Linked DNA regions of Mus musculus: region 2 is linked to region 1. Evidence: chromatin contacts called from public Hi-C data. All regions are on one chromosome and are shown on one strand. The core of a region is the stretch at or near the end of the contact, and the rest is flanking DNA. Distances in the headings are between cores, read along the strand shown.

Region 1 (6,492 bases), core at 2,372-4,871:
AGGGTAGTGGATCTGGAGGCCAGGGGTGGGGGATGGGGGCAAGAAAGGAACTAGAGGGAGGGGAGGAAGGGGAAACTGTGGTCAGGATGCAATGCACAAGAGAAGCATAAGTTTTTTTTTAAGGGAACTTTTTCTTGTGGAGTTGTTTTTAACCTAGGCTAGTTTGCATTCTGGGATAAGCACTGTGGTGCTAAATATCTACTTTGGGGATTTCCCAAAGTATCAGATAGCCAGGGAAGAATGACAACAAAAGAAAGGACATAAACAAGTGTCATGGTCAGCAGGCACCTTCTGTGACTACCTGTCACTCATCCATCCAAGCAGGTAATTGTGAGAAACCACTGAAGAACTTGCAATGTCACCTGGTGGGAAGGAGCAGATGGGACATTTGACTTCAACTCCCATCGAACAGAAGATGGGACCTGATGCTGGACCAATAACCAGAGATGGCCCAAACCAATAATGAAATCAGAAAGAAGCCGGGTGTGGTGGCGCACACCTTTAATCCCAGCACTTGGGAGGCAGAGGCAGGCCAATTTCTGAGTTCAAGGCCAGCCTGGTCTACAAAGTGAGTTCCAGGACAGCCAGGGCTATACAGAGAAACTCTGTCTCAAAAAACCAACAACAACAACAAAAAAAAAAAGAAAGAAAGAAAGAAAGAAAGAAAGAAAGAAAGAAAGAAAGAAAGAAAGAAAGAAAAAAGAGTAAGAAAGAAAGAAAGAAAGAAAGAGAAAGAAAAAAAGAAATCAGAAAGAATTGGAAAGGACTATGTTTACTTTTATAAAACAATAGATTTTAAAGTTTTAAACAATATGACAAGTGAATGTAAAATCTGAACAGTATCAGAATTGAAAGAATTTTCAAGTATTAGCATGTAAAAACCCACAAGGCCTGAAGGGAATAACAGGTGAGATCAATTAGACCTTTAAAGAATGGAAATTTCCAAACTTTTGTAAACTTTTCCAGAGTATAGATGAACAAAAAGTTCCACATTCAGAATATATAAAGATGGCCATGTATATATGTTAATGTAAAATCCTAAATCAATCATATAAAACATAATCCTACAGAGCAATTAAACTTTTTATATAGGGCCGAGAATGTAGCTCAGTTGCTGAGAGCTTAGTAAAAATTCACAAAGCTCTTGGTCTGATTCCTACCACTACACAAACCAGATTGTCTTTGTACTCCTGTAATCCTAGTATTTGAGAGAAGGGAGCAAGAATATCAGAGGTCTAAGGTCATCCTTGGCTACAAAACAACTTCAAGGTCATCCCAGGATTCATGAGACTCTACTCCCACAAGATAGAGACATAAATAAATAAATATTAATGTAAATAAATACTTATAAGGTAATTGATATAAATTTAGATTGTTTCCAGAGGTATGTGAATAATTCAATTATTATTAAATCTCTTAATATTACTTGGCTTATAAGAATGACCAAAAAAATTAAACTCATTTGATAAAGCTCACAATGTATTTGAATAAAATGGGAGCTTTTAAACACTGGATATAGTTGCAAATGTTTAGAAGAATAACAATAAATGGTAAATATTGGAGGACATAAAAATATAATCTCTATATTGCACAATGTGTGTATATATTGATTTATACTGGATGATATAAATATTCACTAATAATGTGCCTATTAAAAATTTAAAATAAGGATATCTACTATATCAATATAGATACTGTGGGTATGTAAATCAGAAAAAAGTTAAACATGGGCCTTAAACTTTGTATGGTTCCAAAAAAAGGAAAGTAGTTCATCTAGGTGCTTCTGAATTAAAAGTCCTCACAGGCCTGCAGCCAAGGAGCTCTGCACTCCAGTAGAGTTTCTAAAATTAGATATAAATGGAGAAAATTGTTACCTTAAAAATCATAAAATAATTACAAAGTCTGGAAAAATCAAAGAATGTTCAGTGTCACAGAATGTATTAACATTGTTTATTATTGTGGTAGATTGAGTATAAAATAATGATATGTAAGAGAAATCAAGTAAAATATTTCACTATCCATTTATGTTTTAAAGGCGTCACAAAACTAAAAGTGGAAGACTTTATCAGCTGGAATAAAACTTAGTTATAAACATCAGCAATCACCCCTCATGATCAATATAACTGGACACAGAAACCTCTACAAACATCCTTCATCATGAATAAAAGGAATGAAATGCAATAGTATTAGGATATGGATGTTCGGTATCATCAAGATGATTTAATGGTGTGTCATTATAAACTCTGTAACGCATGTGAAAAGAACATGTGAAAGAGCTCAAAGATAAGAAACCACACTGTTATGTTTTCATTCTGTAAATACCACATAGAAACTCACACGGAGAAACAATAAAACTTACCAAATTAATATATGCATTTAAAAATCATCAAAACTCTATATGAGCTGTTTCTAAATAAAATTCATAAATGTTTCTTTAAAAGTCATTGTTCATAGTTTTGTTTTTCAGGCAGTTATTAAGTAGGAATTAGTGTAATTCCTTATGATTTTCATGTCACCTCACTAATTAGAGGTCCCTTTTCTGTCCCGTATCCTAGATCAGATCCCTTGTGATGTACAACTCCTCTCTGCATTTCTTCCCAATTCCTGCACCCAAGCAATGGTTCCTCTTTATATTTCTGAATTCTTCAATTACCCCAAGATATTTACTCATATCTGAAGATGTAGAGCCACTTACAAAATGAAAAAAAACAACTTTTATTATATGTATCTGTTTACATATACATATATTTTACTTAAATATACATTTTTTTCCTTGGGCTAACAGTGCTTCCTCCAAGAACCAAAGGACATCTACCATAAATCCAAGCATCATGCATGAGAAGCACTCTTTTCAGTTGTTAGCCGGGTCTGTCCCAGAACATAATGCCTACTGGTATTGCCTGTGGTTGCTTCCCAGAGGTGGAAGGAAGTCCTTATTACTGCAGACTCCATGCATTTCCGACGCCCATCCCAGAGGTCTCTGATCTGGAACTACTCTGGATGCCTCCTCCTTAAGGACTACCTTTCCAGTATCCAGAAAACAACATGAGAGCTTCCAAAGGAGGGAAGCAACCCACAGTCCAAGCCTGCTATGTCACAGGTAAATCACAGCCACCAGCATGGCACAGTAACCCTATGGTGAAGTAGTGGTAGGCATAGTAACTGCTCTCTAATCAGACATAAGGACCGTTCAGCAAGAGGGAAGTTGTGCCTAGTACTGAAAACCTAGCCACCTACCTACAGCTGGTGGAGCCATGGATTTTGGAGGAGAGCCTACAACCAACACTTTAATAAACCACCATAATCCCTAACTACATTCTAAATATTTACCCTTATGCTCACAGAGAAATGTAGTCCTCACCCCTCATCAAGTAAATTTCTCCTTGTAACAGACAGGAACGATTTCAGAAAACTACCTCTGGACAAAATGCAGAATTGTGGAGCCCAATTCCAGTGAATATAACCACAAAACAAAAACAAAAACAAAAACAAAACAAAACAAAACAAAACAAAACAAAACAAAACAAAACAAAACAAAACAAAACAAAACCCTCCCACATACCAGGCTCAGGGGCTATTGCAAAAGGGGAATGGAGAAGTTGTTAGAACCAGAGACTCCGGGATCTTGCTGTGACATTTCCTGCTAATATCAGAAGCTACACCCATAAAGTCTCTCACCAACATGACTTCCTAAAAATTAGCAGAAGAACCATAACAAACATGCTAAATATTGTCAGCCCTGAAAACATACATTCAAGTTTCAAACACTTATATAGACTTCACAGTTTCTATTTAGGTGTGTGTGTGTGTGTGTGTGTGTGTGTGTGTGTGTGTGTGTGTTTATTAATAAAAATAGGTCACTAATATGAAAGATAGCAAGGAAATGCATATGGAAGGGGCTGGAGGGAGGAAAGGAAAGGGGATATGATATAATTATAGTATAATCTCAAACATATAGGAAGTAAAAAAAGTCATGAGTTGAGTTTTAGAATAAATGAATGCTAAATTGATTTTAAAAAACAAAAGCTTTCTCTCCAATTTGAAAATATATATATAAATTTTACTCATACTGAAATAAAATGAAGAAAAAACACAAATAACAATACAACAATATTCAGGTGGAATGATTAATTACTATATATATACATATATGACGTAAAATATGCATATGTCACAGATATTTAATACAATATTTTATAAAAATATTTATAACTATATATTTGAAACTATAAGTGACTTAGATATCTTTTCAAACATGAAATAACATTAATGCTATTGATAATAACTTATCTCATTAGAAAAATAAATCTGTAAATAACATACTTTTGTATAAAAAACTTCTAGCTTCTTTCTGATAGTACCAATGGAAATACTCTAAAAATATTTAAAGGAGAATAAGTTCTTTTGCAGAGCATATAATGGCTGAGAGTTAGAACATCACGTTACCAAACTTTATTAAGAGCATAAAGTCCTGGGGGTTACAATGTAGGCTCAGTGGCTAAGGATGGTACTACTCTTTCAAGAGGAACTGGTTTCCAGCACTCGCACTTGGTGGTTCACAACCTCTTGCTAATTTGCTCTCCAGAGGATCTGATACAATCTGGCCTTCCTCAGGTACCTGCACTGACTTGTTCACACACACACATAGACATATAAGCTTATATAAATTTTGAAAAATCAAAAAACTAAGACAGGAAATTCTTACCAGAATGTTCATTGTAAACCTTTACTTTTACAGAGAACTTAACTACAGAATTAGCAAATTGAACCAAGTATTATATAATAATAATGTATTTTATTAGACTTGAAACTGTTTCAGGAACAACATTTAGAGATTAATAATCATGATTCTTTGAACTATTAGAATAAAATAAAATTATAAAATCTCAACTATCGATTTTTAAAATGTATTTAATATGTCAATACCTATTGAAACAATCTGGGCAAGCAAAGATACTGTAAAGGCTGTTGCTTAGTCAGATAAGTATCTCATACAAAGAATATTAAAACTTTTCCTTTTAAAGAGAAAAATGAGAAAAGCATTTCTTTCTACTCGACTTTGACTAGAGAACTCAGTATAAAAATTTAAGAGAAAAATATTTGTTTAGACATAACTGATGGGATATTTCAAATGAGAATGAGCACAAATTTTTCTCAACCAACTAAATCAGAAAGTATATTTTCTTTTTTTAAGTATAAATTATAAGATAATATATCAAATAGTTATATATTGTAGATTATATATTGTATATGTAGTAAAATAAACATATTAAAATAATTTTAGAGCAGAAAAATAAAGACAGGCATGGTTTGTAATCTTCACTTTGTAAATTTATTTCATAGGGATGAAATTTAATGAAACATGAACACAAGTAACTGTATTCTAGATTACTACATAGCTATTAAAATAAGCATGTTCATCAACTATATTGACTTAAATGTTTGACAAAAACATGCATTTTAAGAGTCAGTTTCAGAACTAGTGTCTGCTATTAAACATTAGAAACCTAATGCAGAATAAGAACAAAAATAGCAAAAAATCATACGTTCATAAATGATTGTCAATGTATATGAGAAAACACACTGAACAAAACTCATTATACTGAGAATGTTTTTACTTATTTAACATCGGTGTCGTTATGCAAATACAATGCAGACAGTTGGGACTGATCAGTTTTATCATGTGAAGGAGCACACGGAGTATTGTGAATAAGTCTTTCTAGCAGTGCATTCATCTCAGTGACAGCTTTATTCTAGCTGGCATGCTCGCTGCTATGTTTATTTTGCATTTTTATGGTAATGAAGAGCTCAGAAGTGCTCATTTATTCTTTCTCAATTCTTGCTGACTCAAACAGAAAGTTAGCCCTTTGGGGGGAAAGTGTGAAGTCAGACACTCAGGGAGGTGAGATTGGTGATCATCTCTTTTTGTCACACAACAGCAGTGCTGGCCGGAGATATACTGGGAGTGGATGACTGCTTGTCTTGTTTTTAATAAAAGTAACTGCCACGGACAGCAATGGAATCCCCCAGTTTTATAAAGGTGCATTTAGTGCTATTTATGTCTGTTTAGTTTAACAAGACAGTAAACCATACACTAGCTCCATATCATCTGTGGGATGTTAAAACATTTTGTCATGCTTTGGAAATCTAAAAGATACTTCTATAAATCAAGAATGATGGGGAGTTTTTCATGTTGCCAATTATTTGTAAAAATCTATTTCTATGAGTCGCTATGGATTCGTGTTTCTTGAATTGCTTTTAAAAGGTGGCCACCATTGTAGGCTTTGTTGTCTTACACCTAGTTTGAACTTCGGATTCAGAAAGTGCTCTGCATAACTGAAATGATGCGGTAATTGAGTGGCCTAGGTTTGGCTGCTAAGGCAAGGTTCCAGTAGCTAAGAACTGCGCATTTCAATTTTACTTCCAGCTTTACCACTTCTGTTTTTGTTCTCCTACCCCTGATTTCTGGTAAGTCATTTGTGCTTGTCTATA
Region 2 (5,945 bases), core at 141-2,640, 910 kb before region 1:
TATAAGTGTGTGTCTAACGTCATGCAAGGAAGGAGAAATGTTGTCTTCCTTAGCTTTAATTGTAGCTTGACACAGTGTTAAGTCATCTGAGAGGAAGACTTGAGGAACTGTCTAGAGCAGACTGGCCTGTGAGTATGGTTGTGGGAGGTTGTCTTGGCTATTAATTGATGACGGAGGGATGGCCCACTCCAGGAGGTGGCATCTGCAGGCAGGGTTGTAGAAGAACACTAGCTAAGCATAAGCCTGTGAGCGAGCTAGCCAGCCAGCCAGCAAGCTCCTTCATGGCTTTTGCCTCCGGGGTCCTACCTTAAGTGTTTGCCCCAAATTCTCTCAATAATGGGCAGTGACCTAGAAGTATAAGTCAAGTAAACCTTTTCTCCTCTGAGCTTCTTTTGGTCAGAGTGTTTTATCTCAGCACCAGAAAGGAAGCCAAAACAGGACAGAAGGAGACTTACATTTGCTTCTGTCTCACATTCACTTTTGTTCAGGACCCATTTTCTGGCGGTTTGTCTTATTTTTCTTTTTGATTCTGGATAGAAAGACTCCGTTTGTCTTCTCCTCAAATAGATAACAGTAAGAATAGCTGCTGGTTAATAACTACTTTGTCATCTTTTCCACCTTTTGGGCTTTAAGTGAATCCTATCATGAAAATTGGCCACAGGACTTCAATCCGGATCAGGTTGATACTAAATTTCATTTACATGGTGACTTCTGGAAAAAAAAATATCTCTAATAAAATATAGAAAACCCTTTTCTTATTGTTTTGAACATTGTGTGTATGTGTACATGTGTGTGGAGGTTATGACAACTTACAGGAGATGCTTCTCTTCGCAGAATCGGATTCAAGATGTCAGTCTTGGCAGCATGTACCTTCCTTCACTGACCCATCGCACCTCCCCCAGCTGCTACCATTTTGCCTTATACACAAAAAACCTGAACCCCAAGAGCACTTCATCTTTAAGAGCAGACTGTCCACCACTCTGGGTTTCATGCTGTGCGATCCTCCCTCCGACACCTACTGGCTTGGCTTGACCTGTAGAGTTTCCTGGATCAGCTATTCCAATCTAGCTTTTTGCTGAAGATTTTTAACTCCCTCATAGTTCACGAACTCAGATGTGCCAGGATATGGCTTTATTCTCATACAACTGAACTTACTTCCTCTTCTGAGTCATGAATTTCCCCTAAAGATAGAAATTTGATTTTACATTAAGGTCTTTCCTTGTCCATGACTTTCTTCTGGGGACACACAGAAAGCAAGTGACTGTCAGGGTAGATTGAGTACAGTTTGAGTTGTATTTTTCCCCCTTTTCATTCTCTGACGTCTTCCCTCTGTTCTTTGGTTTAAATACAGGAGTTTTATCATGGCTAATTCAGTTTGGATTGGGGTAGTGAAACTATGCAAAGCCGAGGGCATGATACACTCAAAATATTTTGAAAAAAATTCCTGTTACTTCCATTTATATTTAGGGTGAAAAATTTAATGGCCTTCATGTAAGACCGTTACTAGTACTATTCACACAAGGAAAATATTAGACACCCTGTTCAAATAATTTAGCCTGAGGTTCACCCAAATGTTTTATGTAAAGACATTTTAAGGAAGACCTATTTAATTTATCTGGTGAGAGGAACGGAATTACATCAGAAATTTGTATTTTAGGAAATTTAGTGAGATGTTGAACTGGTTTGGGAAGGGTTTTTTCCCTTTGTCCTATGAAGATTAAAAAGTGCCTTATCATCTAATTTCAAGTCATTTATCAGCAATGCTTTGGTATTACATCTACAGCCAAATTTTGGGAAGGATCATTAATTTGTAGTTGGAGCGCACACGAAACAAAGACAGAAAGGTCAAAATGCCACTCTACTGATAATTCTTCTTGTTTTAAGAACACAAGTTAGCATTTCTAGGCCGGCCAACATTTCTGTACTGACGCATTACTCATGAAATGGTTTTTAAAAAGCAATTCCTCTGTATGTTACTAATTGCAATTTTCACTGGAGAAGCTAGGGCAAAGTATACCACAAACTTCTTTTACTCTGTGGCAGATAGAAAATAAAATCAAATCACATTTCCCTTAAAATTATCAGTGCTTGGTAATTTCTGTAAATGCCATGGCTCCACTATTAGGCATATGCCTTTTGCTCCTCTGTAATAATATCCCTCCTGCTCCAGAAATAAAGTAAGTCGAGACAAAGATAAACACATTTAAAGCTGTCATAACTCAATCTTTCCATACCATACTGCTCAATGGCATTAGAGCAGACTGCAAGGAGAATACAGGTTCATAACATGGTAGGTAGTCTGCTTGGAAATGACACAGCAGGAAAGGGACCTTGTCATTGAATCCAGCTTGAGAGAATGAGGTGGCTGTAGATAAGTCTTTATAGGCTTTTCCATATTGCATGAGACAGGGAGATAGAACAGAAGACAAACCATCATAGTTCTTGTGGATTAAAAATGGGGATGGGGATGTCAAAGGGACCCTTGATGTGTCATTTTTTGAAAGAAATGTAGTGAGCTGCATTTCACACTAGAAGCTGGGACTAGGGATACGGGTAGGTTGGTAGATTGCTTATCTAGCATGGATGACAACCGTGCTGAGTAAGGCCACGGATGTCTTTTCTACCCAGCAGCCTGCATAGCACCTTCCCCCACTATGCAAGTTCGACAGCAGGAAAAGAGACTCTTGGTCAGTTTCTGATTGATTTTCGATATCCTGCAAACAAAGTGTGTGGTGTGTTCAGCAGTTGGGTCTTATCATTTAGTTAATCGAGACCAACCAAGAGCAATGAGAATAGCTATGTTATTTTGGGACCTCCTTGAACAATAACTCAAAGGGAAGGATCTCATGTCTGGCAATAGGAGAGAGCACTGGACCCGAAGGAGTTGGGATTCCAGGTGGTTGTGAGCCATCTAGATGGGTGCTGGGAACCACAGTTGGGTCTTCTGTAAGAACAAGAGCTGTACTCATAACTGCTGAGCCTTCTTTCCAGCCCCAATATTTATTTTATATTTCAAAATTTGTTTATAAACTAGTAGATGTTCATAAGACTTCTTAAATTCTATCATCTATCTATCTATCTATCTATCTATCTATCTATCTATCTATCTATCTATCTATCTATCATCTATCTATCTATCTATCTATCTATCTATCTATCTATCTATCTCTATATGTTTCTCTCTTCTGCCCCCCCCTCTAGTGCATACACACGTGTCTGTGTGTACATACTTGTGTGTGTGCTAGAGTGCATGTGTGGAGGACAGAGGACAACCCATGAGAGTTGGTTCTTTCCTTTCACGACAGCTTCAAGGGATCACTCTCCAGTTGTCAGGCCTATTGGCAAGTGCCTGCTCCTGCTGAGGTGTCTTGTAGGCCCTCATCTGTTGATTTTGACATCGACTAACCTCCTGTTTTAAAACTGTTTTCGGCAAAAATTATATTAAAAAAAAATCAAAACAATCTCAGTATTTCCCTAAATCTGTTCTTTACCCAGCCTTTGTCAGAGCACGAGTAAAGGAAGAACATCATGTTCTTTGCCTTACAGACTGCTCAATTTACCAAGAAAACACTCAGGCAATTGAAACCAGGCACCAGCAATTCAGTTGTACCAGCTTGTGTGTCTTCTGGGGTCCTGTTTGCCTGCTAGCTTTGACCTCAGAAGATCAGCTTATTAGGCAATAAGCAGCCTCATTTCTGATTGCCAGTGGCTCTGGTTATGTAGTTTGGGGTCAGTTTAGTCAGAATTTCCTTCCTCATTCAATTTTAGCTCAGTCCCAACAGAAATTGTATGAGATTTGGAGCATGAGGTGAAGCAGTTACCACTTTGTCCTGAAGGTTTGCTCAAGTCCTGGGATGCCTACAGCTCTGTGTGCAGCATGCCTCATCTCAGGGCTGATGGGTTGCTTGGTGTAGCATCTGCTTGTGGAAGAGCAGCAGGTCTGATTTGTCCTTGCTTCTCTTGAGTCATGTCCAGATGACGGTCTTGCCCCATGGTGGTGGTCACTTCAGTGCCACCAGCAGGAACAGCTGAGAACTTTTCATAGACACCTACACCAATACTCACAATTGTGTGAAGTCCCCTTCTTAGGAAATATCTATATTCTCATTATTTCCAGTTCTTGGAATGTAACTTATTTTGATACAGTTCCCTTACAACAGATTAAGAGCAGGGAATTTAGCTAATTTATGGTGATTGATATGATGAGATGGCATAAGTTTTTAAATTTATAAATAATCAAAACATCTTATTTAATAATTTCAAACACTTCTAGCAAAGTTGTTGGATCTTTTTCAAAAGAACAATTCAGCACCATGGGCACTTCAACACCTATAGCATCTATTCTTTCTCTGACAGAGCACAGGAATACATATTTATAGATATGAGGAAAGGAGACTAAATGTTTTTAATGACATTTTAGTGACAATGCATTATGTATCTTAACACTTGTTTTCACAAATGTCAATTCATCATTTTTTGTTTGTTCCCGGCTTGAATATATGGCTCATGTTGGCCTATGAGACATTGGCAAGTGACATACAAATGATTATTTTTTTTATTTTTAAAAGATTTATTATATATGAGTACACTGTTGCTGTCTTGAGACACTCCAGAAGAGGGCTTCAGATATCATTACAGATGGTTGTGAGCCACCATATGGTTGCTGGGAATTGAATTTAGGACCCCTGGAAGAACAGTCAGTGCTCTTAACTGCTGAGCCATCTCTCCAGCCCCATACAAATGATTCTTGATGAGCATTTGGGTATTGAGACTAGGTCTTTATGAAAGTCCCTTCTTGGGAACAAATTGTGTTGTTATGTTATGTCAGGTCATGTTATATTGTCACATCATGTTATGTTGTGTTGTATTGTGTTGTGTCACTTTAATGTGATGGTTGATTGAGTCACAAGAGGCAACATAGTAGCCGGGCTACCCAGGTTACCCAGGACCCATTGGCAAGAAGCATTGTCTATGTATTGACGTCTCCCTGCCTGGCTCTTCTGTTTTTTTCATACAGTTTTGTTTTGTTTTCTTCTCTCTTTTTTTTTTTAGCTTTTCTTTCAGTTTTAATAACTGTAAGGGAAAAATTGACTCAGACATTATGAAGGTCAGGGACCATTTCTATAAGGAAATGCTAATAGAGTCAACTGATCAAAAAACCAAAAAAACCAAGCACAGTGAAGCACACATGTAATTCTAGATCCTTATGAAACTGAGAGATTGTTTGAGTACAGGAGTTTAACATCAGCCTAGGCAAGCAATGTACCAATCCTGCCCAACCTTGGTCTCTGTCTCTCTGTCTCCTTTACCTTGGAGTTTAGTCTATGTTGGGCATAGATGCTGAAAGCAGCCACGTAAGCCCACTGCACATGGAACAGTATTAGCATGAAGAGAACCTGGTCAGAATTCCTGGGTGGGTGGGTGGGGGGGAAACCAATAAATTATGCCCTTCCACAAGCAGCTGTCAGCAGCTTTTGTCATGCGAGAAAAAAGCTAAGCAGTAGAAGACAAGCGATGGCAAAATCCTAACAATAAGCTTAGTTTTTCAAAACAAAACAAAACACTCTTACAAAATTGTCTACTACCTTAGTGTGACAATTCTCCTGTCTCACTCTTTAATTTTTTTTATATTTCTTCCTTTTGTCTCCATTTTCATCTTCCCATGGAAGAATTGATGGCAGATCTTGTGGGTAGGTTGGGTTGATAGACACTGTCAAGCCCCACTTACCACAGAATACTTTTTATAGACTACTACCACTTGAAAATGCCCATGTCACACAAACACAACTTTTCCCTATCTAGCTTAAGGAATGAACATGTACGTATCCTTGGACACAGAACACTATTCTTTGTCAGCTATTATCGGGCCACAATTAGTTGGTCACCTAATTTTCCCAGGAAACAGCTGAGAGTAGCCAGCTACCCAGGACCCATTGACAAGAAGC

Evidence for each region. A called contact is a pair of places that touch in the nucleus more often than the background predicts.
Region 2: a contact with region 1 is called in a Hi-C map of bone marrow-derived macrophages, with 9 read pairs. The contact joins two enhancer-like sites. A contact is called at or near these places in 2 of 39 promoter capture datasets (the 3T3-L1 cell line and hippocampal neurons), 31 of 484 Hi-C or Micro-C datasets (the 3T3-L1 cell line, 3T3-L1-derived adipocytes, the NIH/3T3 cell line and 16 more) and 7 of 115 datasets of contacts at active chromatin or transcription factors (bone marrow-derived dendritic cells, cardiomyocytes, differentiating embryonic stem cells and 4 more).

Annotation. Positions count from the first base shown.
Region 1 is chr13:118,417,745-118,424,236 of GRCm38.p6, reverse strand. No RefSeq gene overlaps it. Among named protein-coding and RNA genes, the nearest start is that of Mrps30, 34 kb to the right of the region's middle. Within about 2 kb of position 3,621, at least 14 of the 459 cell types and tissues checked have an H3K27ac peak or open chromatin away from gene starts, as enhancers often do. A contact at or near this core is called in bone marrow-derived macrophages, where this site is marked.
Region 2 is chr13:119,324,871-119,330,815 of GRCm38.p6, reverse strand. No RefSeq gene overlaps it. Among named protein-coding and RNA genes, the nearest start is that of Nnt, 81 kb to the left of the region's middle. Within about 2 kb of position 1,390, at least 8 of the 459 cell types and tissues checked have an H3K27ac peak or open chromatin away from gene starts, as enhancers often do. A contact at or near this core is called in bone marrow-derived macrophages, where this site is marked.